2 separate regions of the Pan troglodytes genome follow, and region 1 is linked to region 2. Evidence: chromatin contacts called from public capture Hi-C data. All regions are on one chromosome and are shown on one strand. The core of a region is the stretch at or near the end of the contact, and the rest is flanking DNA. Distances in the headings are between cores, read along the strand shown. Region 1 overlaps NAV1 (neuron navigator 1). Region 2 overlaps NAV1 (neuron navigator 1).

Region 1 (5,297 bases), core at 1,128-3,627, 170 kb before region 2:
CAGGCCAGAACAACTTGCCCCATTGAAGATCCCAAACTACTAGTGGTCTAGCCTTGGCCATCCTGGTGTGGTGACCAACAGGCAAGAGCCCAGTGACCCTGCATCCGGGGTGTTTGGGGTGCCAGAGAGAAGCAGAGGAGGAGCTGGAATTGGCAATGGACCCTAGGTTCCTTGCCAGAGCTCTTGCCCCACAGCAGGCCCTGAGAAACAGGATATTTAATGAAATCCTGTCTCCCAGTCCTTCAATGCCCAAGTCACTGTTCCCGTGGAAAGACACTGATGTTTGTACAGATGTGCATCTCTGTTGCTGCGTGGCAGCATTTTTATCTCCTGTCTCTGCAGAGCCCCTTCCCTGGGACTGAGGAGCCACAGAAGGCTTTGGGATCTGTGGATCCTTGCCATGAGCCGAGACCTCCCAGAGCTCCAGCACAATGACGGGAAGGCCAGGCTGCTATTCCAGGCCAGCCCTGGGTGCCACAAAGCAGACAGTGGGCTCAGGGAACATAGTCAGCATTTCCGTTGCATTTGCCACCACCACAGGCTTTCCAGTGGCGTGCAGCAGTCGCTACTCTTTCCACAGGTACCAGGGAGTGTGTTCATCCAGTGACTGGCTTGGGACCAACCTGGGGCGGGGCTTTGATTTCTGAACCTTTTCTCCACGAGACCCCAAAAAGCCCCTGCCTTGACCACAGCTTGCCTCTGTGGTGGTTGGGACCCCTTGCTAGTGGAGGATGGGAGCTCCTTTGTGAGTCCTTCTCTTCATTTTAAAGGGACAGAGTCGGCAGTCCCTCTTGCTGTTGGGACAGTGGGATATTGTTAGTCAATGAAGTAGTCCTAAGTGTAGTAATTTTTAGTATTGTGAGAATGGTGATTTGCAACAGGAAACAAGAACTAGCTCCCAGCCTAAAGGGTGATGTGGGAAAAGAAGGTAAACGAATCTGCCCCATCACACATGGTGTTACGCAAAAACAGGATGTGGGAGCTGCACAGATCTGAGTTCAAATCCTGATTCTGTTACTTACTTACTTACTAGCTGGGTAACTAACCAGGGTGCTTTAGTTTCCTTGACTGTAAATGAGGTAATTGTGAGAATTAAAGAAGATTAAACCTGTATAGTAGCTGGCATATGCTAGACATTCAATAAAAGTTAGTTTCCTTCACTTCCATTATCCACGTTTCTAGATTTTTCTTCTGAGTCCTTTTTTTCTGGACGTTGGAAGCTCCCCACGGATACAGAAGTTTTTCCCTATGAGGCAGTAGGCTTCCTGCGGGCAGGGTTCTGTCTCTTCCATTAGCGTAGGATCTGGTTAAGGACAAGGCTGTGTTTGACTGTGTTCCCTACTCAGCCTGGGGCCTCCATGAGATTAGGAACTGTGCCTTGCCCATCAGCCTGGGAACTCCCTGCAGGCGGGGGCTGTGTTCCTCCATCAGATCCCCCATGTTCAGGGCCCTTAGGCAGTAAGCTTGGTCACAGCATGAGACTATCAATGGTTGGAACAAAGGCACCCAGTTAGGTTTAGGTTTGCGAATCAACCAAGGAGACCAAGGAGGTTCTGAAGGTATTTTTTATTTATTTATTCCTATCTATTTTTCGGTTTTTTTAGAGACAAGGTCTTGCTCTGTCACCCAGGCTGGAGTGCAGCGGCGCCATCATAGCTCACTGCAGCCTTGAACTCCTGGGCTCAGGCAGTTCTCCCACCTTAGCCTCCCAAGTAGCTGAGACTACAGGCACACACCACCTTGCCTGGCTAATTTTTTTTTTTTTTTTTTGTAGAGACAGAGGGGTTGGGAAGTCTCACTATGTTGCCTAGGCTGGTCTCGAGCTCCTGGGCTCAAGTGATCCTCTGGCCTTTCAGCCCCAAAAGTGCTGGAATTACAGGCATGAGCCACCAAACCCAGCCTGAAGGTATTTTTCTAAGGTCAAGTATGCCCCCCGACCTTGGGTCCTAGTTGGTAGAAAGCATTTCCGAAGTGGAGACATCTGGATGGCAGATGTGAAGTTGGCTGGGATGGGCGAAGGTCTGGAAGGCTTCAGATTCCAGGCCCCATGACTCACTCCTCCATCACAGCAACCCCTCAGCAGCTGGGCCTCCTGAGCTGGACAGGATAGAGTTGGTGGGCCAGGCCCGGGTGGGCAGTGGTCCTTTGCCTTGGACACGGCTGTATGGTCTGAAAGGATCCCGGCAGGACTGATCACTTTCGAAACTGCTTTCTGAAAGCTCCAAGCTTCCTTCTGAGTGGAGCTTAAGGCATAATATTAAGCAGGTCATTCTAGGACTGTATGAGAGCAGAATGTGGCATCTCTTTCTGTTTTAGCTTGCAGGGTACTTGTAGGCGGTTGGTGCTCTCTCCTGGGCCTGGTGGATGGAAGGGAGCAGGCAGGGAGGGGTGGGGCAGGCCCTGCCTACAGAGCCTGTCAGTAGGGAACCAGTGAGTCACCAGAAGTCCAATACCTCAGTCCAGATCCTGGATGCTGTTGGATCACGGGATCTGTCTGAGCATCAGTTTCCTTTTCTGAAAAGCAGGGATGATAACAGCCTAGGACGGTGAGTGAATCAGTGAGGTAATGCACAGGAACATGCATAGTAAATAGTTTTTGCCAGAGTGGGTGGTTATGAGTATTTAGAGTGACCTGAGCCTCCCAATTGAAATATCCTGGCCTTTTGTCAAGTCCTAAGAGAGGATGTGTGGGGGAAGCTACAGACTAATGAAGAGGTGACCGGATCGTCAGAGGGTGCAGACATACTTAGCAAGCTGGTGGTGCGATTCAGGGCTAGCTGCCCCTGGTCACGCTGCCCCTGTGCATCCGCAGCAGCAGGAAACATTTGTCCTCAGGAAACAGCCCCTCAAAGAGCGTCCGGACGCCGGGACCTAGCCTGGATGGCAGAGGGGGCGTTAACTCGTCCCACAGGTGCCACTGACCCAACACGATTTTTTTTCTGGTGTATCTTTCTGGGAGATGTATCTTTCTGGGAGATGTATCTTTCTGGGAGATGTTGGAACTGGGCCCAGAGAAAAGCATATGAGACCACAATCCCCAAGACACTGCTTGGTGGGGTACCCCACATGTCTGCTTCAAGTGCCACAGATGCAGCAAGGAAAGCCTGCAGGATCCCTCCACATCAGAGGTAAGGAAGAACCCAGAATCTGGAATTGGATGCCAGGAGCTTGAGTTCTGGGCCTGATGTGACCACCTGGGGGCCCTTTGGCTAACACCCCACTTCTCTGAGCCTCAGTTTCCTCATCAGCAAAATGAGGGCATGGATCCCTATTTCAGTGTGTTATTGTAGGGGTAGAATGAGGTAACATGTGAAAGACCTGCGAAGGCAGAATGCTGTGGCCCTGACAAGCAGAAGCTTTGCAGGCAGGCAGATCTGGTTGGGATCCGATTCTCTTTGGACCGTAAATTCCTGGCCAGAAGTGGTGGCTCACACTTGTAATCCCAACCCTTTGTGAGGCCAAGGCAGGAGAATCACATCAGCCAAAGAGTTTGAGATCAGCCTGGGAAACATAGCAAGACCCCCGTCTCTACAAGAAATTTAAAAAATTAGCCAGGCGTGGTAGTGTGTCCCTGTAGCCCTAACTACTCAGGAGGCTGGAGTGGGAAGATCTCTTGAGTCCCAGAGGTTGAGGCTGCGGTGAGCCATGCTAGCACCACTGCACTCCAGCCTGGGTGACAGAGCAAGACTGTGTCTCAAAAAAGAAAGAAAGAAGAAAGGAAAGAAGGAGGGAGGGAGGGAGGAAGAAAGGAAGGCAGGCAGGCAGGCAGGCAGGCATCCTCGGCCCTGGCACAGGGTCTGGCTCATTGTAGATGGTCAGTTTGTAGGTGTGAAAGGAATAGTTCAGTCTCACCCCCTCCACTTTGTAACAGTGTGGCTTTAACTTTTCTCACCTTTAATGTCCTTACCTATTACAGGGGAACGGGGCCAGGCACAGTAGCTCATGCCTGTAATCCCAGCACTTTGGGAGGCCGAGGCAGGCAGATCACTTGAGGTCAGGTGTTCGAGACCAGCCTGGACAACATGGCGAAACCCCATCTCTACTAAAAATACAAAAATTAGCTGGGTGTGGTGACATGCACCTGTAGTCCCAGCTATTTGGGAGGCTGAGGCAAGAAAATTGCTTGAACCCTTGAACCCAGGAGGCAGAGGTTGCAGTGAGCCAAGATTGTGCCACTGTACTCCAGCCTAGGCAATAGAGTGAGACTCTGTCTCAAATAAATAAATAAATAAATAGGAATTGATTGGTTTTCTAGGCTGCTGTAACAAATGACCACAAACTTAGTGTCTTAACACAGATTTATCTTACAGTTCTGTACAGCAGAAGTCTGACAAGGTGTCACTGGGCTAATTTCAAGGTGTCAGCAGGGCTGTGTTCCTACCTGGAGGCTCCAGGGGAGAATCTGTTTCCTTGCCTTTTCCAGCTCCTGGAGGCCACCCTCAATCTTTGGTGTGTGGCCCCTTTTTCCATCTTCAAAGTCAGCAACAGCAGGTCAGGTCCTTCTCATGCTGCCATCTCGCTGCTTCTCTGCAGCTAGGAAAGGTTCTCTGCTTTTAAGGACTCGTGTGATTAGATGGACCCATTTGCATAATCCAAGATACCCTACCCATTCCAGGGTCCTTAATCTTAATCACATCTATGAAGATCCTTTTGCCACTTACGGTAACAACTGCAACTTCTGAGTAAAAGGGAATGGGCATCTTTGGGGTCCGTTATTCTGCCTACCACAGGGAACACTAATGGTTCCTATCATACTGGATTGTTGGCAGGAATAAACATATGTTTAAAAAAAGGTAATAAATGTAAGGTGACTGGCACATACTAAGTGCTCAATAAATATTTAGTTACTGCTATCATCATTACTACATAAACCATGTGGTGCCTTATAAATGCTAGTTATTGATGCCAATTTTCTAAATAAGAAAGTACAGGGCCTGGTTTCTTCTGGGCTCATTGTCACTCTCCCTTCCTGTGCCTCGGTTTCCTCCGCCATCAGAGGAGAAACTGACCCTGCTCTTGGCAGCTCACACTCCAGGCCTAGGAGGCACACAAAGTTTCCCTTGTGCTATGTGAGGGCGGCTGCCAGCAGCGGGCATGGGGCCCGGCCCATGGCTATCCCAGGGACGTGGTATTCACTGAGATCACAAGGGAACAGAAGGGCCCCTTCTTTGGAGGGCAGAGAGGTTCCAAGTGGATCCCTGCAGGAACTGAGCCCCCTCTGTGGGAAAGAATTGCCTCCGTTGTGAGGCAATATCGCTATTTGCAAAGCGTTTTGCAATCATTTTTATTAGCAGAGC
Region 2 (4,802 bases), core at 1,266-3,765:
GAAAAGAAAAGAAAAAAAAGACATCTGTAGAGACAGGGTTTCACTATGTTGCCCAGGCTGGTCTCAAACTCCTGGGCTCAAGCAATCCCCAATCCCCCGTGAACCTCCCAAAGTGCTAAGATTACAGGTGTGAGCCACTGCACCCAGCCTCCTTAATTCTTAAAATAGTGGGCAGCACCCCTCAGTCTGTGCAGCGTTAATCTGGGTAATAGTGTCTGTTCAAACCCAGCAGGGTTGGTGAAAGGTTGGAGTAAGCCAGGTATTCCAGAGGGGCTGCTGGAGGTATTCTAGTTGCTATGGCAACTAATGCTAGCTAAGGAGTGCTCCTCCCTCTAGTGTGTCCTAGTAACCTACAATTTAGCTGCTGGAGTTTTCACCTAGTGTGATGACATGCAATTTGGTTGACAATCAGGATGGGTAAGGATCAAGGAAGCTGTTGAGATGAGCTTGGCTTTTCCCCCACCAGCTCTGCCCACCTGTCTACCTGTCCACTGTCTCCCCTCTTTAATTGTCAACCTTTTCCTTATGTTCTGTGATAAGCCAGCTGAGCTTGTGTGGTGCCTGGAAATTCCATGTAGTCTGATATTACAGAAAGAACACAAGTTTGGAAGTATGACAGGCCTGGTGTTCAGATCCCAGCTCTGAGTCTTTGGAAAAGCTGTTTATCTATTTTAAGCGAGAATACGAATATGGCAATAGGATTGTTCTTAGGATGTAGTGAAATATAGTGTATGTAATACACTTGGTGGCCGGGCACAGTGGCTCACACCTGTAATCCCAACACTTTGGGAGGCCAAGGTGGATCACTTGAGGTCGGAAGTTCGAGACCAACCTGGCCAACATGGTGAAACCCCGTCTCTACTAAAAATACAAAAATTAGCTGGGCGTGGTGGCAGGCTCCTGTAGTCCCAGCTACTTGGGAGGCTGAGGCACGAGAATTGCTTGAACCTGGGAGGTGGAGGTTGCAATGAGCCGAGATCGGACTCCATCTTAAAAAATAACACTTGGTGGCCAGGTGCGGTGGCTCACACCTGTAATCCCAGCACTTCGGGAGGCTGAGGCGGGCAGATCACGAGGTCAGGAGATCGAGACCATCCTGGCTAACACGGTGAAAACCCGTCTCTACTAAAAATACAAAAAATTAGCCAGGTGTGGTGGCGGGAGCCTGTAGTCCCAGCTACTCAGGAGGCTGAGGCAGGAGAATGGTGTGAACCCGGGAGGTGGAGCTTGCAGTGAGCCAAGATCGTGCCACTGCACTCCAGCCTGGGCGACACAGCAAAACTCTGTCTTAAAAAAAAAAAACAAAAGAATAAAAATAACACTTGGCATGCAGCAGGTGTCAGTAAATGTTACCTCCATCTCTTCTCTTGGTTGCTCCTAGAAAACCAAAGCTATAAAGGCCATCATCTATGGCCAACTATTCCGCCTGGGTGGTGATGTCCAGTTGCCCACCCATCTTTGCAAAATCCCCTCCCTCCAGGGAGCCTTTCCTGATTCATCACACTGGACTCCGGGTTGTCCTGGAACTTGTGTGCATAATTCATACTGCAAGTAATTTGCACTTTTATGATTCTCTCGCAATTGCATAGCATGCATGGTTTGCACACACTAATATGGCATTATCTTATTTAATGTTAACAACACTGTGAATTAGATATTGTTCCCCCATCCAATTTACAAGTGAAGAAATTGGAACTCAGATTAACTGGCTTGGGAGGATCATATAACTCAAAGTGGCCCCACCAGAACAGAACCCAGGCCTCTGCCTCTGACATTCTGGGCACGTTCCAGTGCACCTACTGCCTCACCATGTGCTCCTTGAAGCCTTTCCCTCTGTGTGCAGCCCTTGTGTCCCTGAAGCCTGTGAGCATGTCAGGGGCAGGGATCACAGGCGTCCACTGGAGTAGGAGCTTCCCAAGGACAGAGACTCTGTCTTCTCTCTCTCTGTTTCCCCTCAACACCTAGCAGTGTAGGTTCTCAGGCCATGCTGTCGACTGACCAATGAATCATTGTTAGAGACCCCCTCCTGGAATGCCCTTACATGACCTCTCCATCTTCCAGGATAGAGTCTTGCTTTGGGGAGCCACAAAGTGGCCACAGTCAGGAATTCTGGTCCAAGGGCAGAAGGAGCAACCCAAGCCTCTGTGAATACAAGTCCTTGTTTGACTCCAGCTCAAAGGCTGAGCTGTCCAGGATGTTCATGAGGGGCCAGCTCTGGCCTCTGGGCTATCAGATGTCTCTGGCCTGGCAGTAAAAGGCCATTCACTGCAGCTGAAGAAAGGCCAGCAGGCCAGGCAGAGGGACTTACCTACTGAAGTGTTCAGGGTTGGGGGTCCAAAGATGCTGAAGGACTGAATGGTGGTCATCTATATATCAGTGTGACGATGGAACAAGCACAGGAAAAGGCATAAAAGTATAGATTTGCAAAGCAGGCCAGAGGAAAGAGTCAGGCCCATAGAGACCGAAAGCACATAGCTACATTGGAGGCAGATCAACACTCACTGAATATGCAGGGCAGGATCACGGAGAGACAAGGTAGGAGAGGCTGACACAGGGGCATGTGCGGTAGAAAAACAGAGTCAGCACGTTTGTGATGTGCACGCCAAGCAGTGGAAATGAGAGACAGACAGATACTGTGTGAGACCCATCCAAATGTGTGTGAGAGGTGGCTGGATACAAAGAGGCTGTGTGTGCACAAGATCGACTGTTTGAGGACACAGGCCCGCCGATGTGCAGGGGGTGTGCGGCAACCAGACAGGCACAGAGAGTGTCTGAGAGGTGGAGGGACCCCTCCAGAGAAAGAAGAGTGACCTTGTGCTCAGCCTGAGGGTGGGGGGGTGACCCAGAGCAAGGCGAGTATATTCTCACCAGCCTACCCCCCTTCTCCTTTGGCCAGCTCCTACTAAAAGGGGTCTGTGTCATGCCTTGTCTCTTTCTTGTGGGGCATCTCCAGCTTGGGAGACAGGAACAAATCTCTGACCTAGTCCCTGCCCTCTTTGACTGCTCACCCTCTTCCAGCCCCTCTACCCAGCCTCAATCTCTCATTCTTCCTCTACTTTGAAGTCTGGCTTCTGTCTTGGCCCCTGTGGGTTTGATGACAAAGGGCAGTTCAGGAATGACACTATCTACACATACATGGCCATATGGACAATTTCAGGTGGTGGGACTTGCAGCAGCTGGGGTTCCCAGGACTGCTGACATTCTGCTGAGTGTTATTAGAAGATCAGGGACAGAGCTTATCATCTGGCTGTCACTGCCCCTTTCCAAGCCACAGCGAGCCTCCACAGAGGGGCCCTGGGGGATAGCCAGCTGCCCTGTGCCCATGCTGGAGTGAACTTTCCTCTGATCTTCCCTGTTTTCTGGATTTAGCCAGGGAAAATACAAGGGAGCTCCTTGCTCCCTGTGTGAGGTTCCAACTGAGAGATCCCACCCTTCCCAGCTCTGATCAGATACCCCTGAAGTTTGGAAGGCAACAGCTCTACAATCTCTCTCTCTCTTTTTTTTTTTTTCCCCCTGAGACAAGCATCACTCTGTCACCCAGGCTGGAGTGCAGTGGCACAATCATGGTTCACTGCAGCCTTGACTTCTTGGGCCCAAGCAATCCTCCCACCTCAGCCTCCCAAGTAGCTGGGACTACAGGCAAGTGCCACGATGCTATTTTTAATCCATGCTAAGTTTAAAATGTAATACAGGCTAATTCTTAAATTTTAAAATACACACTAATTTTTGTATTTTTTTTTATTTTGGTAGAGGCAGGGTTTTACCATGCTGCCCAGGCTGGTCTCAAACTCCTGGGCTCAAGCTATCCACCCACCTTGGCCTCCCAAAGTGCTGGGATTACAGGCGTGAGTCACCATGTCTGGCTTATACACTCTCTGATATCTCCACAAGTCCTTGTGGTTAGTTTCCTGCTCTTGGGAAGCAGAGTAGCAAAGTAGATGGAACATTCTGGAGCCCAACTGGTGTGGTATAATTTTCAGTTTGCTACTCACTACCTATGTGCATTACTTAGCCTCTTTGTGCTTCGGTGTCATTATCTGAAAGGAATGCCCACCTTGTGATATTTGCTCATACATTCGATAAACACTTGTAGACCACCTAATATATACCAGACACTGCAGATGTGGCAGGAGGAAAAATAGGCATTGCTCTTAAACTCATGTATGAAAAGAAATGGCCAGGTGTGGTGGGTCACGCCTGTAATCCCAGCACTTTGGGAGGCCAAGGCGGGTGGATCACTTGAGGTCAGGAGTTCAAAACCAGCCTGGCCAACATGGCAAAACCCTGTGTCTACTAAAAATACAAAAATTAGCTGGGCATGGTGGCGCGTGCCTGTAATCCCAGCTCCTCAGGAGGCTGAGACATGAGAATCGCTTGAACCCAGGAGGCGGAGGTTGCAGTGAGCCAAGATCATACCACTGTACTCCAGCCTGGGCAACAGAGAGAGACTCTGTCTCAAAAACCAAAACAAAAAAGAAATGGCAGGGCCAGGCATGGTGGTTTATGCCTGTAATCCCAGCATTTTTGGAGGCCAAGGCGGGCGGATCATAAGGTCAAGGGATCGAGACCATCCTGGCCAACATGGTGAAACCCCGTGTCTACTAAAAATACAAAAAATTAGCTGGGCATGGTGGTGCGTGCCTGTAGTCCCAGCTACTAGGGAGGCTGAGGCAGGAGAATGGCATGAACCTGGGAGGCAGAGCTTGCAGTGAGCCGAGATTGAGCCACTGCACTCCAGCCTGGGTGACAGAGCGAGACTCCTTCTCAAAAAAGAAAAAAGAAAGTAATGGCAGTGCTCGCTT

The links. Capture Hi-C pulls out chosen DNA fragments and counts their contacts.
Region 1: a contact with region 2 is called in a capture Hi-C map of stem cell-derived neural stem cells, with 4 times the contacts expected there. The contact joins two enhancer-like sites. A contact is called at or near these places in 1 of 1 datasets of contacts at active chromatin or transcription factors (stem cell-derived excitatory neurons) and 1 of 1 other capture datasets (stem cell-derived neural stem cells).

The regions. Positions count from the first base shown.
Region 1 is chr1:47,531,646-47,536,942 of NHGRI_mPanTro3-v2.0_pri, reverse strand. The region is part of intron 1 of NAV1 (neuron navigator 1); the gene reads left to right. Among named protein-coding and RNA genes, the nearest start is that of NAV1, 42 kb to the left of the region's middle. Within about 2 kb of position 2,377, at least 7 of the 24 cell types and tissues checked have an H3K27ac peak or open chromatin away from gene starts, as enhancers often do. A contact at or near this core is called in stem cell-derived neural stem cells, where this site is marked.
Region 2 is chr1:47,364,139-47,368,940 of NHGRI_mPanTro3-v2.0_pri, reverse strand. All of the region lies in intron 7 of NAV1 (neuron navigator 1), which reads left to right. It also overlaps the pseudogene LOC112207012. Among named protein-coding and RNA genes, the nearest start is that of IPO9, 98 kb to the right of the region's middle. Within about 2 kb of position 2,515, at least 7 of the 24 cell types and tissues checked have an H3K27ac peak or open chromatin away from gene starts, as enhancers often do. A contact at or near this core is called in stem cell-derived neural stem cells, where this site is marked.